Regions from separate parts of the Mus musculus genome. Here all the other regions are linked to region 4. A link is a contact called in public HiChIP or PLAC-seq data. All regions are on one chromosome and are shown on one strand. The core of a region is the stretch at or near the end of the contact, and the rest is flanking DNA. Distances in the headings are between cores, read along the strand shown. Region 1 has its middle 110 kb from the start of 2610037D02Rik. Region 2 holds the start of 4833422M21Rik (RIKEN cDNA 4833422M21 gene). Region 3 overlaps Gm38469 (spidroin-2). Region 4 holds the start of Ano6 (anoctamin 6). Region 5 overlaps Gm38469 (spidroin-2).

Region 1 (2,787 bases), core at 218-2,717, 300 kb before region 4:
TACAGCAGAAGGCGGCTAGGGGTCATTTTACTGCTACCTTTTGTTTGCTTTTGTGCTTAGAACAGGAGTATTTGGTTTCACCCTAGGTCCCTGGGCTATCTAGTCTCAGGTCCTTGGTCCCCTAAGCGGTGTCAGTTACGGGTTCTCTCTTGTGGAGTGGGTCTTTAGTCACATCAGGTCTGGTTAGTTGCACCCACAAGCTTTGTGCCATCGTTACACTAACATATCTTGCAGGTGGGATACATTTGTTGCCCCTCCATGGAGCTGTAGCTGGGTTGGTGTTTACATATTTCTTTTGGTAGGGCGTAGACCTTCCTGTACCAAAGACACTGGAATGTAGGGGTGAAAATGCTACGTAGTCACCAACTAGATGTTTCCATATTCAGAGATGTGGCCTTTTCATCAGTTATGGAGAGCAAACTATAGTCTTGGCAATACCGTGGTTGTTTGGGGATTCTCATGGGATCTGTTTGGCAACAACTCAATTAGATGTAACCCAGTATTAGGATGAGAAGCTTCATTTGGTAAAACAAGACATGGTTGGTTGAGGCAGAGAGACTTTATTGTATACCACTTGTCTATGAGTTACAAGACAAGCCCCCAGGCCATGCACTTTCTGTATCTGGGAAGCTGAGTGTACAGTGTCCTCCACGAGGCTTAAATCAAGGTTGCCTCCAGGGAAGATTGTCTCCCAAACCTGCTTTCCCAATGTTATATGTTTAAAAGTCAGTATTCATCTCTCTCCTTCAGCTCCTGAATGTAACCTCTCAGTACATCTCATGCCTCTCTTGTATCTTCCATCTGCGTAGTTCTCATCCAAACTACCAGCTTCCCTCGGATAGAGTAAGGGCTGCCAATTTGTTTGGTAAAGATACAAACGGTGATTTTGACAACGAAGGGCAAACGGTCATCCAGGCAAATGTTCAGCTTGGCCACTGTAGCACAAAAGCATCCATACAGTGCTTAAGCAGATGGGTGTGGCTGAGGTCCAGTACATTGCCACTCATCAACTCAGACCTGCGGCTCACTGCCCACCACTCACCGACACAGACCTTGTCTGTGAGAAGTTGGCTGACCCCTGTCCTAGGTGACTCCAATCGGCTTCATAACCTTTCAACCACTGTTTCTGCTCTTTGGTCCTTTATAACACCACCAGAATTCTCTCTTCACAGCTGAAACTTGAACATCTGCGGGTGACCTTGCCCCACTCTAAGGTCTAGAATTCTTACCATTGAAGTGGAAAGACTTAAGGGTTCTTTGGAAAGTCATTTGTGTCATATGGTGTTTTGCTAGGGCAAACATGTGAAGGAGTGTTTTCCTGAAGTGGATGCAAGTGAAAGGATATTTTGCTAAAGCAAGCACGTGAAAGGACTTGTGATGAAGGATTCTTTGCTAGCGACACACGTATTGGTCTGTCTTACATTCCATAGTTGAGTACCACTTGTCAGGACTCCAAAGAGAGAAACGCACCAAGAAACTTATAGTATTGTTCTGGCATTTTCCTGCACTTCCACGGACTCAGGCCAATCGGCAGAGTGATGTCATGTGCTGAGGCAAGACCCGTAGGCGACACATGATGTTTGAAGGGAGTATAAATAGGACTCAACAGACTGTGAGAGGGGCTTGCTGGTAGAGCTAGCTCTCCATCTCTTGGGTCTCTGATGATCTTTGCTTCATTGAGAGAGGCATGGCACAGAACTTCTCCTGGCATCCCTGGTGGTCCTGGTAACTTGTGCTGATTCTGCTGAGGCCTGACTGTCTCTGCTAGGTTGTGCCACTGCTGTTGATTCATGTCTGCTATCCTTACTCTGCCAAATTGGACTGCTGGTGTATCTGTGAGTTGTTTGCAAGTGGATCGAGCTGCCGCTGCTGACCTGTGAACTGAACTGCTGATTTCTTGACAACACAGATGAGATTTGCTCCAAAGAACCTTTCTAAACAGATCTACTTCCCCCGTATCCTAATAATAACCTTTCTTTTCCACTACCTCTGGTGGGTGGTGGGCTAGAAGGGAGGTTAAAGTATTTAAGAACCATCATTAAAAGTAGGCTTTGAAAAAAAAAATCAAAGCTACATATAAATACCATGGCAGAATGCTTTGTGTTGTCTGAGAGTGGTGTGGTCACTGCCTCCTAAAGGGTCACCCCTCAGGTTTTGTATGTCACCTTCAGAGTTCCTTTCTCTCAGTAAAATGTTCTTTCCAACTTTTGATACTAATTCTCTAAGTCTCTGTTTTTCATATGTCATTTCTCATATAGGACTTTAGGGCCGGGCGATAGCTCAGTCAGAAAAGTGTTTCCCAGTAGCTATGAGGAGCTCAATGCCCAGGTCAGTCCAAATTGCCAGGTGAGGTGTGGTGAGCCTGTGATCATAGCTCTGGGGAGGTGGAGACAGGAGGGTCCCTGGGAATCACTGGTCAGCCATTTCTAGTATCATAGTGAGTTCCAGGTCTTACTGAGAGACCCCATCTCAAAAAAATAAATAAATAAATAAAGCTCCCAAAGAGAGCACCCTAAAGTTGATCTGTGTCCTCCCAACAACACGGAAGTCTTCCTTTTGACCATCACCTTTGTTTCGTTAGTTTTGTTCTCCTAACCCTTTCATATTAGTCATAATGTTGCGATTACTTGTTTAGCTTTTATTCTAGGTAACAGTAAGCTCCAAGAAGTGAGAGGCTGAAATCTCTGTGGTCCCACAGGGCACACAGTACATAGCATGGGCAAGACAATTCATCACAGGTAGCCCAACTTGAATGCAACAGTTAAGCCAAATAGAGATTTACTTAGA
Region 2 (2,700 bases), core at 71-2,570, 460 kb before region 4:
TGTGCATGTGCCTTCTGAGTCTAGAAGAGGGTATTGGATCCCATGGAGCTGAAATTATAGGCAGTCGTGACTTATGTGGTAAGGGCTGACTTGAGTCTTCTGGAAGAGAAACAATTTTCTTCCTAGCCCCAGAACCTCTCTTAGCCCCAGAAAACATTAATGTTAGAATCAGCCATCACTTGGGACCTTACTCTTAGGAGTATGTGTCAGTCATCCTGTCTGCTTGATTGGATTGAGGTAGCATTTTGTTTAAATCAGAAGGAAAAACAAAGATAGTCAAAAGAACTCAGTCTGCTCTGCTTCACTCTTAGTAAAACATAAAAATGCATGTTTTTTTTTAAAAAAAACATTAAAGAGGGCTCAAAGTATTCTTTCAAAAGACAAAACAAAAACAAAAACAAAAACCCTGAAATGTAGCTTAAATTAGTTTGCCTTTATCTTGTCCTCTTGAGTGCAGCTGGCTCCTCACTGTTGAGTCGCTTCCAGAAAGCTTGCGTTCAAGTGCCTATGACTTGGTTTCGCAAGGAGCGTTTATGCCCTCCTGCACAGCTGTGTGCGTTTAAACCCATTTAAGTGTGAGAGTTATTCTTTTCTCATAGATCTAGGAAAGATTGGGGCGAGGGGGGTCACTGAAAATGACCATTAGTGCCCCAAGGTGATAAACTATGGTTGAATCGACTCCCTGTCCTCTGAGAGAGTCCCTTGGACCCTGAGATCTGAGCAGGAGCTAAGGAAACTGTTAAATTACATTTTATTTAGTATGCAGCCAAGCACAAACTGTTTACAAGTTTCATAATAGGATTTAAAATGTAACTCACATGGATTTTAAGAGAAAGCGCATTTTTTTCTTTTAATTACAAAAGTTGTATGTGTGTGGTTGTTTTGCTTGCATGTATGTCCATGTACCACACACAAGCCTCCTGCCTGAGGTCCAAAGGGGCATCAGAGCTGGACCTGGAGTTACAGATGGTTGTTAAGATACTGTGGGTGCTGGGAATTGAACCTGAGTCCTCCGGTTGAGTGGCCAGTAATGCTGTTGAACCATCTCTCTAGCCTTATGCTTTTTTTCTTCCACCTTTGGGATTAAAAAAAAAAAAGCATAAAAATATAGTATTTGACATTGGCATTAAAACATGTGGACAAAAGGAGTCCATTAGCAGTTGATTTAAAAGAAAAATCTAGCATGCTCATCTGGTTTTGAAAAGATCTGAAAAGTAGATTTCACTGATACTGCCTCCTGACAAAGCAGCACCAGGGCTCCCAGATTTGAAGTCGGAGAATACACGGTATTATTCCGTGTGTTCTTCCCAGCCCCCAGCCTGACACCGCACGCGTTGGGGAGGAGGCGCTTGCCATGCAATACCTATTTAAACTGGGAGAGCTGCGGGAGAGCTGCAGTCATCTGCTGCGGGTCTTTTATTACGTGGCAAGTTTAGAATAACATTTTCAAAACATACAACTTCAAACATCTAAGTCCTCATGAGATGATACAATACGTGGATCTCGAGTGCATCTGTGTGTTTCCCAGAGGCCCGTGCGGGTAAGTCAGTCCGCTCCCAGAGCGTCCCTCGCCATCCTCCCAACAAGGAACAAAACACTTTTAGCAAACCTAATACTCAGATTGGGGCAGAGCTGTTTAAATGCTTTCAGCTTTCTTACTTTGTTGGCTCTTCTCTACGTGAATGTGAGAACTTGGACGCCAAGAACTCTTAAAGCAGGTGTGCCTCTTAGGTTTCCTTCTTGGGGGGCGGGGGGGCTTCTGCAGTCCTGCCTTTCCTTGTACTGTCGGGATTGGAATTGGGGGGCGGGGGGAGGGGCGGGCAGAGAGGAGAAATGCCTCACAAAAGAACTTGAGGAAGAGTTTGTTTTGGCTCCGGGGATAGCCAGGAGAGCTCATCCTGTCAGGAAGTCCCTCAGCAGGAGCTTGAGGCCGCTTGACACTTTGTATCCTGAAAAGAGGGCTGAACCTTGGGCTCACTTTCTCCTCTTTATTCTGGGCAGGACTCCTGGCCACTGGATGGTATGCTCTGCCTTCAGAACGGCTCTTTCCACCGTTCTGAAATGCCCTCCCTCATAGACACCTCAGGTGTGCTCTGCTGACTCTAAATCCAGTCAACTTGTCAAAGATTAACCATCAGAGGTTGGTTGGTTTTTGTTTTGTGATCTCTCTCTCTCTCTCTCTCTCTCTCTCTCTCTCACTCTCTCTCTCTCCCAATGGAGACTGTACCCTCTCAGCTATTCCATTAAGCAGCTGGAGTTTCATTCCACGGGGAAACTGGGCAGGAGTTAAAAATAGATGACTCAGAGAATCCCAAGAAGGCCTAAGGCCACGGTGGTGTTTGAATAGCAACCCCTGAGATACATCAGTAGGTGAGGGCTGTTGGCCAGTTGGAAGCATGGGACCCGTTTTTGTGTGAGGTTCTGAGGCTGGGACAGAATAGAGGGCAGAGGGAAACAGTCTTCAGGGCAGGTGGACACTGACCCTGGCAGTAGCCAGGGCACAGAGAAAGGCTAGCCACTTTGAAGTCGGCAACGACCCTCCAGAATTGTGTAGGTGTCTCACAAAATGTGTGGCAATCAGTATCTGCTCAAGACACCCCAAGATCAAGTTCTCAACACAAAGGAGGTTTATTTGCTCCGGAAGGTCAAAGGGTAGGGAATAAGAGACAAAAACAGGAGATAGAGGATGAGGGAGAAGGG
Region 3 (2,700 bases), core at 144-2,643, 340 kb before region 4:
GAAGAAAGAGGAAGGGAGGGAGGGAGGGAAGGAGGGAGGAAGGAAAAAAGGAAGAAGGAAGGAAGGAGTGAAAGCCAGGAAGAGTGTGGGTCTCCAGGATGAAGAGGAAGAAAGAAACACCATTCTGAATGTGTCACCTTCACATACCATTAAGTACAAAACCAGTCGTTGAGAGGCATCACATAAAATGTCACAGGATGAAAAGCAAGTAGAGAATTGCAACAATGTTACAATAAAAAGGAAGGGGGGGGGGCTAGGGGAGGGCTGGTGAGATGGTTCAGTGGGTAAGAGCACTGACTGCCCTTCCAAAGGTCCTGAGTTCAAATCCCAGAAACCACATGGTGGCTCACAACCACCCATAATGAGATCTGATGCCCTCTTCTGGTGCATCTGAAGTCAGCTACAGTGTACTTACGTATAATAATAAATAAATCTTTAGGTCAGAGCGAGCAGAGGTCCTAAATTCAATTCCCAACAACCAGGCGAAGACCCACAACTATCTGTACAGCTACAGTGTGTATTCACATACATAAAATAAATAAATAAATAAATCTAAAAAAAAAAAAAAAGGGACAACAGAAGTCTACTTTCTTTTCCTAGAGGACATCATCAAAAGTGGCAGCCAGTTTCCACCACAGAGCCCTCAGGGCAAGCCAGAGACACCAGCCTGTTGTAGGTGAAGCACAGGTCTGAACTAGGTCTGATGGAATGGTTACCCCAGACGTAACCACCTGGCTTCCTTATCCACCTGGTGCAGCTGGCTGACTCATTCTCCTCTCTCGAGAAAGTGACCTAGTGAAGATAGCCGAGAAGCACTAGACGAAATTATCTGTGTGTGGGTGGGGGAAGGGTGGTGAGGTGGGCGAGGGGTAGGAGGGGGAGGGAAGGGGTGAGAGGGCGGGGGAGGGGTGAGAAGGCAGCTGGAGGGGGGTGTCAGAGGGGTGGGGGAGGCAGTAGGCTGGAGAGGTCTGTAGGAAGGGTGGTCAGTCCAGCCCCTGCAACTGAGCTGACCTAGCAAACAGTTTGAAACCCACAGAGCAGGTAGGGACAGGGAAAGAAAGCCGGTTTTGAGAAAACCCTAGGTGAGCGCAGCCCTGGGAGAATCTGATAAGGACTAGGAACTTCGAGCTGGGTAAGAACGGGAAAGAATGTCCAAGGACCTGTTGAAATCTACGCGCTCTTGTATTTAGCTGTATACCCTTAACCGGGTTTGAAAAAATGGGGATGACCTTTCTGCGGGGACAGCACACACATGGAGCAAGACAGCTGCCGGGCAGACACGTGAAGGAATGTTCAGACACACACATGCTCCAAAAGAGATGTTCCTGGGAACAATGAGATGCTTGTTTCAACTGAAATTAACTGAGAGAGGAAAGAGGGTGCCCAGCACCCGCTCCGGGTGTGTTGAAAGAAGCGCTGGTGTGGAGCTGGAGGGCAGGCAAACAGCCTGCTGTGTGAAGCCTTGCATCCGTCAACAAATTTATTCATTCCCTTTGGCCCATGCTGTTCCAAGCACCTCACTTGAAGAAGTAGCTGGAGATGTAAATAATTGTGAGCGCTAAAAAGAGGTTTATAGTCTGTTGTCCTTCACTGTGTTTAATACGTCAAATGTCTGACGGTAGTGGCCAAGTGAATGGCCACTTGCTGCTGCAGTTGTCATCTGCAGCCATTGCAACTTAAAAATCGACAGAGCTTATAAACTGCAAATACTGATATAACCGTGTTTAGCAACATAAACATTTGTATCAATTATGTGGAAAAATGCAAAAAAAAGGGTTGAAGGTAATGTGTCAATATGTAACAGTTGTGCGTGCTTGGGTTATAGACATTTTTCTTTAAAAAAAAACTTTTTCTTAGTAATCGTTTTAAGTTTTCCAAATAAATTAAAAATATATAAATGAATGCTCTTGAAGGTTTTATTTTATTTTATTTGTGTGTATGTGTGTGTTTTAAATTACTGGCGTTGTTCATCAACTTCAGAGTCACCAGAGAAATCAGACGTAATAAACTTTTTACTTTATTTATTTAGTTAGCATATGATGGGCGCATGTGTAGGGTGTTCATGGAAGTCAGAGGCAATCTTGTGGAATCAGTGCTCTCCTACCACGTGTCTCCCAGGGACAGAATCCGGCCCTCGGGCTTGGTGGTGAGCTCTTTATCTCCTGAATCATCCAGGAGGGCCCTGATAGAATGAGTTTTGTAGCTACAATATTTTAAAGTTCGAATTTGTTATAAATAACAAATAAGTAAATAACGCGTGCTAGGAAGAATAATGGCCTGTCTGAGAAGCTCGTGCCTCAGTCCCCAGCGCTTGTCACGATGCTAAGTCTCCCAGCAAAGCGAAGATGTTTCAGATGGAATTGGCGTTCCTAGCTGGGTTTTTAGGTGCCAGGACAACAAAGATCCTGTTATATTTGGATGTACCATGCCCCTCTTTTGATAGATTAGTTATGACTAACACTTGGCCTGCAGCTGGTCATGCTGGTTTGGAAAGTGTGAATTGCTGGGACATGGCGACTCCACTGGCTTGCAAAGGTCACCAAGGGTCAGCCTGGATGGATATCTGGTTCCCGTCAGGGTCTCTGCTTACTGATTGGTGCTTTGTGAGAAGCCACGAATAAAGATAGAACCACCGCAGGCTGGCCTACTATAGCTGTTGGAGGATTGCATACTCTAAGCTCTACACAAACAAGCCCCTCC
Region 4 (2,700 bases), core at 98-2,597:
AATTGCCAGGACCTGCTTAAACGTTGCCTGTCCAAACAGGCTGTCTGCTATCTAAAGTATGAATCTAAATACTGGAGGCTACAGTAAGAAGAGGCAGAGGTAGTTAACTACATCGGCTGTTTTACTTCGTGGAACAAGCATGAATTACATGGGTCAGTAAAAGCAAAGCCAGCCTACTGGCAGGGTCTGAAGACAACCTATGATGCCTATCATGTAACAGAGGCTAGACCAAATTAGATTTTCTTTCTAAATTGAAATCTGAGGGCAGCAAGGGCTTACACTCAGAGCCTCTTGCTTATGTCAATTTCTATTCCGGCTGGATCTCACTTGAGTGCCTCACTATGACAGACAAGAATATTTCCCTAAGAAACTAACTGTGCTAATACGAGTGTAACTTTTTAACGCTGCTCCCGTGGGTGGTATTTTATGTAAACGGTCACTTAACTGTTCAGTCTCATGAGACAAGAGCATCCTACATCCTTTACCCAATCAGCCGCCAGGTGCAGAGCCTTAACTTGCTCAACTCTGGGAAATCAGAAACTTCTACTTGACAGTGTGAGGCTCCAGGAAGGCTAACCTGGGCACACTTTTCTCCTCTCCTTAAAAAGGAATACTATTTGCTCTCTCCACAAAGAGGAGTGCCTGATAAACCGCTGTCACAATGAAAGGCCAAGGCTAAATCGCGGCGTGGAATTCCCAAGTTCGTCTAGACCTGGGAGTTACCAAATTCCTTTGATTGGTCTGTGAGCAAAACCTGAAAGGAAGGAAAAGCCACACCCAACTCCTAAATTTACTTTGTAAAGTGTTTGGAGGCCTTGAGAGGGAACATTTTGACATCCAGGAGGCCTGATGGAAACGTGCCACGGTCCTCCGCCCGGCGTCGCCCCGCGTCCCTGCCCCGCGCCCGCGGCTCCAGCCCTTTTGTTTGTGTCTCTGCGGGCTGGTGCAGCGGCGCAGCCTGTGGCCTCGGAGAATCCGGCTCAGGTGTGTCGTGAACCCGGGAGCAGGGGCCCCCAAAACACCGCCCGGAGCGGACGCAGGAAAAAGACCCGAAGTTGCTTGGGAGGTTCGGCTTCCGCGCAGAGGCGTCCGCCCCGGATCCCCCTTGCCCTGGCCCCGGTTCCGGCACTCACCAATGTCTCCATCCTCATCGTCGTCCTCCTCCAGCTCCATGTTCAGCAGGACCTTCCTAGTCATCATCTGCATGTCTCCCGGAGACCGTCACTCGGCTGCTCTCGGCTCCGCTCGGCTCCGCTCGGCTCGGGCCGCAAGCTCCGCTCTGCCCTCTCGGCACTGCCCCGCTGCGCTCCGCCCGCGCTCTGCTTCAGCAGGCGCTGCTCAGCCTGCGACTGAGCATGCCCAGAGGGACGCCGCCGCTCCCGCCCCAGATCAAACCGCCCCGGCTGCGAGGAGCCTGGGAGGAAGTCGGGCTGGGGGGGTTGGGGGAAGGGGAGTGGCAGAAGCCGGGCGAGCCGCGCCGCGCCTGCGGGGAGCGCTGCAGCCGCAGAGGCAGGCCGGCTTCTATGAGCTCACGAGGGTCTTTAATCTGCAGAATGACGAGACGTTGCAAGGTGCCCGCTTAGTGTGGGGGAGGAAAACGACACACGTGCGCACGGAGAGCCCCTGTGCCCCCGCCCGAAGGAGCACATGCGGGGAGTGGTCGCGGGGTGCCCTCCAAGCCCCGGAACTAGGCCGAACAAAACACGCCATAGCTACGTGTAAACTCTTTAATAAGACAATATGGGAAACTGTAGTACCAGGAAGGACAAAGAAACGAAAGGGGGAAATGACGGTAGAGAGTGAAGGAATGCCGCCCTGACAACCCAAGGACTGGGGCGCAGATGCGGCGGGAGTACCAAGTCCTTGGGTCTGCACAGCTGCTCTCAAGGACGCTGGTGAATGGTGGCTTCCCTGCAGTGCCCGGGTTGTCGCTCACTCCCTGGAGAAGCACTTGCCTCCTGAGCCCGTTCCTAGTCAATGTTCAATGACAAGACACTACTACATCCACTGTGTGTTTTATTCTTTTATATTCTTACCCTTTTCCTCTTTCGCCTCTCAGATGCTAGGAGTCCAGCCCAGCACCCCTGGCGTGCTAAGGGAGTACTCTCCACTTATCTATAGTCCCAACCTCATAGTTAATGTTCTCACTTGAAGGGAAAAAACATTGCGATCAATAATAACGCAGGAATTTAATCACGAATATGCACTAAAGGACAGTACAAATTAGAGAAAACGTCCAGGAGACGCTCTCCTTGCTCCTTAAGCTCCGGTTTTTACCAAAGAAGACTACTTGTAACATGAAAAGTAAGTGCAGAACTCTGGAGATCTTGAGAAGATGAGGAGACTATGAGAGGGAGAGAGAGGAAGAGAGGCCGGGACCAGTAATGCTAGCAATGACCCCTATGGCCTGAAATGCCATCTGCGACCTGTAATACCAGTTATGACCTATAATGCCAGCCCTCCAGAGGCCGAAGCAGGGGGACTCTGAAGCAAAACTCGGCTTCAGGACAGACTGGGAACTGAGAAGGGAAGGGAAGGCTTTAGTGAACTCTCGGTTCCAGAGGTGTGTGGGTTGCAGGAGGAAGTTTCCATCTTCATTTAGCCATGGCGATTTTCGTGCGCTGAGTCCGCTGAGTCCGGTACTAAAAGTTTTTACAGTGGTCGCTTCATCTCTGCCTAGGAGTTACTGCCACTGTTTCA
Region 5 (2,700 bases), core at 40-2,539, 390 kb before region 4:
GAACGGGACTGTTTTTTTTGTTTGTTTGTTTGTTTTTGTTTTTGTTTTTGTTTTTTTTTTTTTTTGAGACACACAACTGCCATCTTGGAGTACAGCTGTGCCCATCCAGAAAACGATGATGCCAGCTGGACCTGCTGACGGTTGATATCTTCAAGAAGGGGGGAGGGGGAGGGGACCACGGGATGCTCTTCCAAGTGTCCAACTCCTCCCTATAGCCTGTAATTGCATGTGGCATCTGGGAGGGGTTGGAGTTTATAGGTCAGGGAAGACTTGGGGAGGCTAAGAGGAAGCCCTCATGCCTGCTGGGTAAAGGCTTCAGATCCAGCCTGTTAGAGGAGGGACACCCTCTGCCCTGTAAATAACCCCTGACCTATGCTTTCTAAGGATGCTCGATAAACTTATTGGATCCCCAGAGAGCACGTTGGCAGAATCATGCTTCAGTTTGTCACTAGGACCTTAGGAGAAGGGGTAGACATTGCTAATGTTTCCCAGAAAAGAATTTTAGTAACTCTTCTGCATGGACAGAAGAAGGAAATGGTTTGCTTTGCTTATTTCTATAAAGACTTATGACAATCGTTTGCTTAACTCATTCATCTGGGAGGAGTGGCTGGTACTTCTGTGGGTGGTCCTCCCTAACTGAGCCAGTGTTCACTACATCTCTAAAGGGATGACAACACCCCCTTGTGTTTTGGGAAACATTTAAAAGATATGGTATTTTCCTGTGATACACCCAGTTTCTCTCAGCCCTGGGAAGTCTCGCTGGCCAGTTCTTATCTTGTGGAGACTCTCTGACTCAGAGCTCCAAAATTTCTCCGCCCAGCTCGCTAAGTTCCCACTGGTGGGTCCCTACCACAACAGCCCCATGCTTCAAATCCCCCACAGCCTTTGTGGTGCACATCTGCCAAACCCACGCTTAGCCTACAGTACCTTTCTCTCTTGAACCCAGTCAAAGCACCGCATGAAGGAAAATGTAACACAAACTTAGTTCAGAAACAATGGTAACTCAATCATTGCACACAACAACTAGAATCCTAATCTTGTAAGTCATTTTAAATCTAAATCCTTGGGTAGAAAATCTGGCAGATTCGCCATATAAGCTGGGAGACACTAGTAGCTACATCTTACCCTCTCGTTATCCCTATTCATAAAGACCCCTAACTCTTTCCTGCTTTCTCTCTCCAACCCGGAAGTCCCGCCTACTCGCCCAGTGATTGGCTCCTTTATCCATTCAGGGAAGGTTCATAAGAAGTCACTTGAGTATGTGACTCATTCCTCATTCCAGACAACCCCTGTTGGGAAAGCAGAATTAACATCAAAATACAGGCATCACTAAGGCCATCCACAACACCCTTCCTGCTCCTAGGAGTGCTCCCTTTTTCCTCCTCCTCTCCTCCTGTCCCTTTTCTTTCAAGGTACTGTAATGGCTGCTCATAGAATACATTAACAGCTGAAAGGAAACTTTCATGTTGTGATTTTTGTTGTTGTTTTCTATTTTAAAGCTTGAACTTACTTCAAACACTGGCTTGTCAATGTTTTGATGATCATAACAGGTGGTATTTATCGAGCATTATATATTGTTCTAAGTGACAGGTATATATTAAATCATTTTATACTACCGCAATTCCCAGAGGTGTCATTACTATGACTTACAGATGAGGGCTCTATGCTGCAGAAAAAGGTTGAAGTACCCAAAACTCCTCAGCTATGAGCCCAGTGGTTGTTGCTAGAGTCTCGCCTCTCTTTGAGAAGCCTTTACGGCTGTGATTCTAGTTGACATTTTATACGCCAAATACAGAAAAAGAGTGTGTCCTGTGAAGACTGTGGAAAGGGTTGCTATCATACACACAATATTTTTAAGGTTTTAAGTAATTGGGGCTTTAGAGGGCAAACAGATACCAGAAAACACAAATAATACCTTGTGTCTCAGAGGCTATATACAGCATTATGGTTGAAGGGGTAAGAGGCTAGACTCGAACCAACCTCAAGACATTCTTACAAGGCTACAGTATGAAGAATTAGCTATTCAAGCAGTCTGTGTTAAGATCCATTAAAAGAAGTCAATTATGCATGCACCGGGCAGCGGAAGCCCTCGTCACTGTTGACAGTACACTCATTTATTCCATATGATTAGCAGGATTTGTCAGCAATGAATTACAAATTTTCCCTTGTAAAGGCTGTTTCCTCCCTCACTTATATATAGGCAAAAGCCGTATCTAGCATAGAAAACAAAATAAAAATAACTGCATGTATTTATAAGCAGCTCTGTTTATAAATCAGTACATTTCCCCTTTTGAGAAAACAGTGTAGAATCCAAGTGTGGGCGGTAGTTTGAATATGGAGATCTGTCATGTGCTTTCAGAAGCATTTCAAGAAAAGCGCTGAGCTAATTAAGTCTATTATTTGCCTTCTTCCTTCGAAGAAAAGCACACACATGTTCCCTGGGGCAGATCACTTCCATAAGGAGAAAGCCCCATGCTGTGGGTACAGTCATAGCTCTCTGTCCTGGCTTGTTGTGAACTAGGGAGGAAAATGTTCAGGTAGAATTCCTCACAGAAAGAAAAGGAGGGTTTTGAGTTTTTTTTCCCTTAGAGAAGTTAGAAAGTTTTGGTGCTCTCACATGGGATAAAAGTCACACTGGCTGCGAAGAGAAGCCCCTGTCCTTATGTAATGTCCCCCACTAACGAGGAAGCTTTATGTGTT

What was found. HiChIP or PLAC-seq counts read pairs in DNA pulled down with a chosen protein or histone mark.
Region 1: a contact with region 4 is called in an H3K4me3 HiChIP or PLAC-seq map of embryonic forebrain, with 4 times the contacts expected there. The contact joins the enhancer-like site here to the promoter of Ano6 in region 4. A contact is called at or near these places in 7 of 39 promoter capture datasets (the C10 cell line, the HPC-7 cell line, hippocampal neurons and 3 more), 1 of 484 Hi-C or Micro-C datasets (nephron progenitors) and 3 of 115 datasets of contacts at active chromatin or transcription factors (differentiating embryonic stem cells, embryonic forebrain and large pre-B cells).
Region 2: an H3K27ac HiChIP or PLAC-seq map of double positive thymocytes shows a contact between it and region 4, with 5 times the contacts expected there. The contact joins the promoter of 4833422M21Rik here to the promoter of Ano6 in region 4. A contact is called at or near these places in 11 of 39 promoter capture datasets (the C10 cell line, the SN4741 cell line, cranial neural crest and 7 more), 1 of 484 Hi-C or Micro-C datasets (embryonic stem cells), 15 of 115 datasets of contacts at active chromatin or transcription factors (acute myeloid leukemia, craniofacial prominence, double positive thymocytes and 9 more) and 1 of 9 other capture datasets (pancreatic islet).
Region 3: a contact with region 4 is called in an H3K4me3 HiChIP or PLAC-seq map of neural tube, with 3 times the contacts expected there. The contact joins the enhancer-like site here to the promoter of Ano6 in region 4. A contact is called at or near these places in 4 of 39 promoter capture datasets (cranial neural crest, embryonic stem cells, hippocampal neurons and 1 more), 1 of 484 Hi-C or Micro-C datasets (myocytes), 13 of 115 datasets of contacts at active chromatin or transcription factors (astrocytes, bone marrow-derived macrophages, embryonic forebrain and 9 more) and 1 of 9 other capture datasets (pancreatic islet).
Region 5: a contact with region 4 is called in an H3K27ac HiChIP or PLAC-seq map of embryonic stem cells, with 3 times the contacts expected there. The contact joins the enhancer-like site here to the promoter of Ano6 in region 4. A contact is called at or near these places in 14 of 39 promoter capture datasets (the 3T3-L1 cell line, the HPC-7 cell line, HPC-7-derived erythroid cells and 10 more), 4 of 484 Hi-C or Micro-C datasets (cortical neurons, embryonic stem cells and ventral hippocampal neurons), 12 of 115 datasets of contacts at active chromatin or transcription factors (acute myeloid leukemia, embryonic basal ganglia, embryonic forebrain and 6 more) and 1 of 9 other capture datasets (embryonic stem cells).

The regions. Positions count from the first base shown.
Region 1 is chr15:96,088,466-96,091,252 of GRCm38.p6, reverse strand. No RefSeq gene overlaps it. Among named protein-coding and RNA genes, the nearest start is that of 2610037D02Rik, 110 kb to the left of the region's middle. Within about 2 kb of position 1,467, at least 3 of the 459 cell types and tissues checked have an H3K27ac peak or open chromatin away from gene starts, as enhancers often do.
Region 2 is chr15:96,253,304-96,256,003 of GRCm38.p6, reverse strand. 4833422M21Rik (RIKEN cDNA 4833422M21 gene) reads left to right here and starts at 1,320. Exons shown (of 3, transcript NR_130160.1): 1 at 1,320-1,540; 2 at 2,002-2,140. All of the region lies in intron 1 of Gm38469 (spidroin-2), which reads left to right.
Region 3 is chr15:96,134,019-96,136,718 of GRCm38.p6, reverse strand. It overlaps Gm38469 (spidroin-2), which reads left to right. Exons shown (of 3, transcript XM_011245785.3): 3 at 1,191-1,902. Among named protein-coding and RNA genes, the nearest start is that of 2610037D02Rik, 63 kb to the left of the region's middle. Within about 2 kb of position 1,393, at least 25 of the 459 cell types and tissues checked have an H3K27ac peak or open chromatin away from gene starts, as enhancers often do. A contact at or near this core is called in neural tube, where this site is marked.
Region 4 is chr15:95,789,490-95,792,189 of GRCm38.p6, reverse strand. Ano6 (anoctamin 6) reads right to left here and starts at 1,347. Exons shown (of 20, transcript NM_175344.4): 1 at 1,134-1,347. The coding sequence starts at 1,206. The region is part of intron 1 of A130051J06Rik (a long non-coding RNA gene); the gene reads left to right.
Region 5 is chr15:96,178,285-96,180,984 of GRCm38.p6, reverse strand. All of the region lies in intron 1 of Gm38469 (spidroin-2), which reads left to right. Among named protein-coding and RNA genes, the nearest start is that of 2610037D02Rik, 18 kb to the left of the region's middle. Within about 2 kb of position 1,289, at least 28 of the 459 cell types and tissues checked have an H3K27ac peak or open chromatin away from gene starts, as enhancers often do. A contact at or near this core is called in cortical neurons, embryonic stem cells, epiblast stem cells and 1 more, where this site is marked.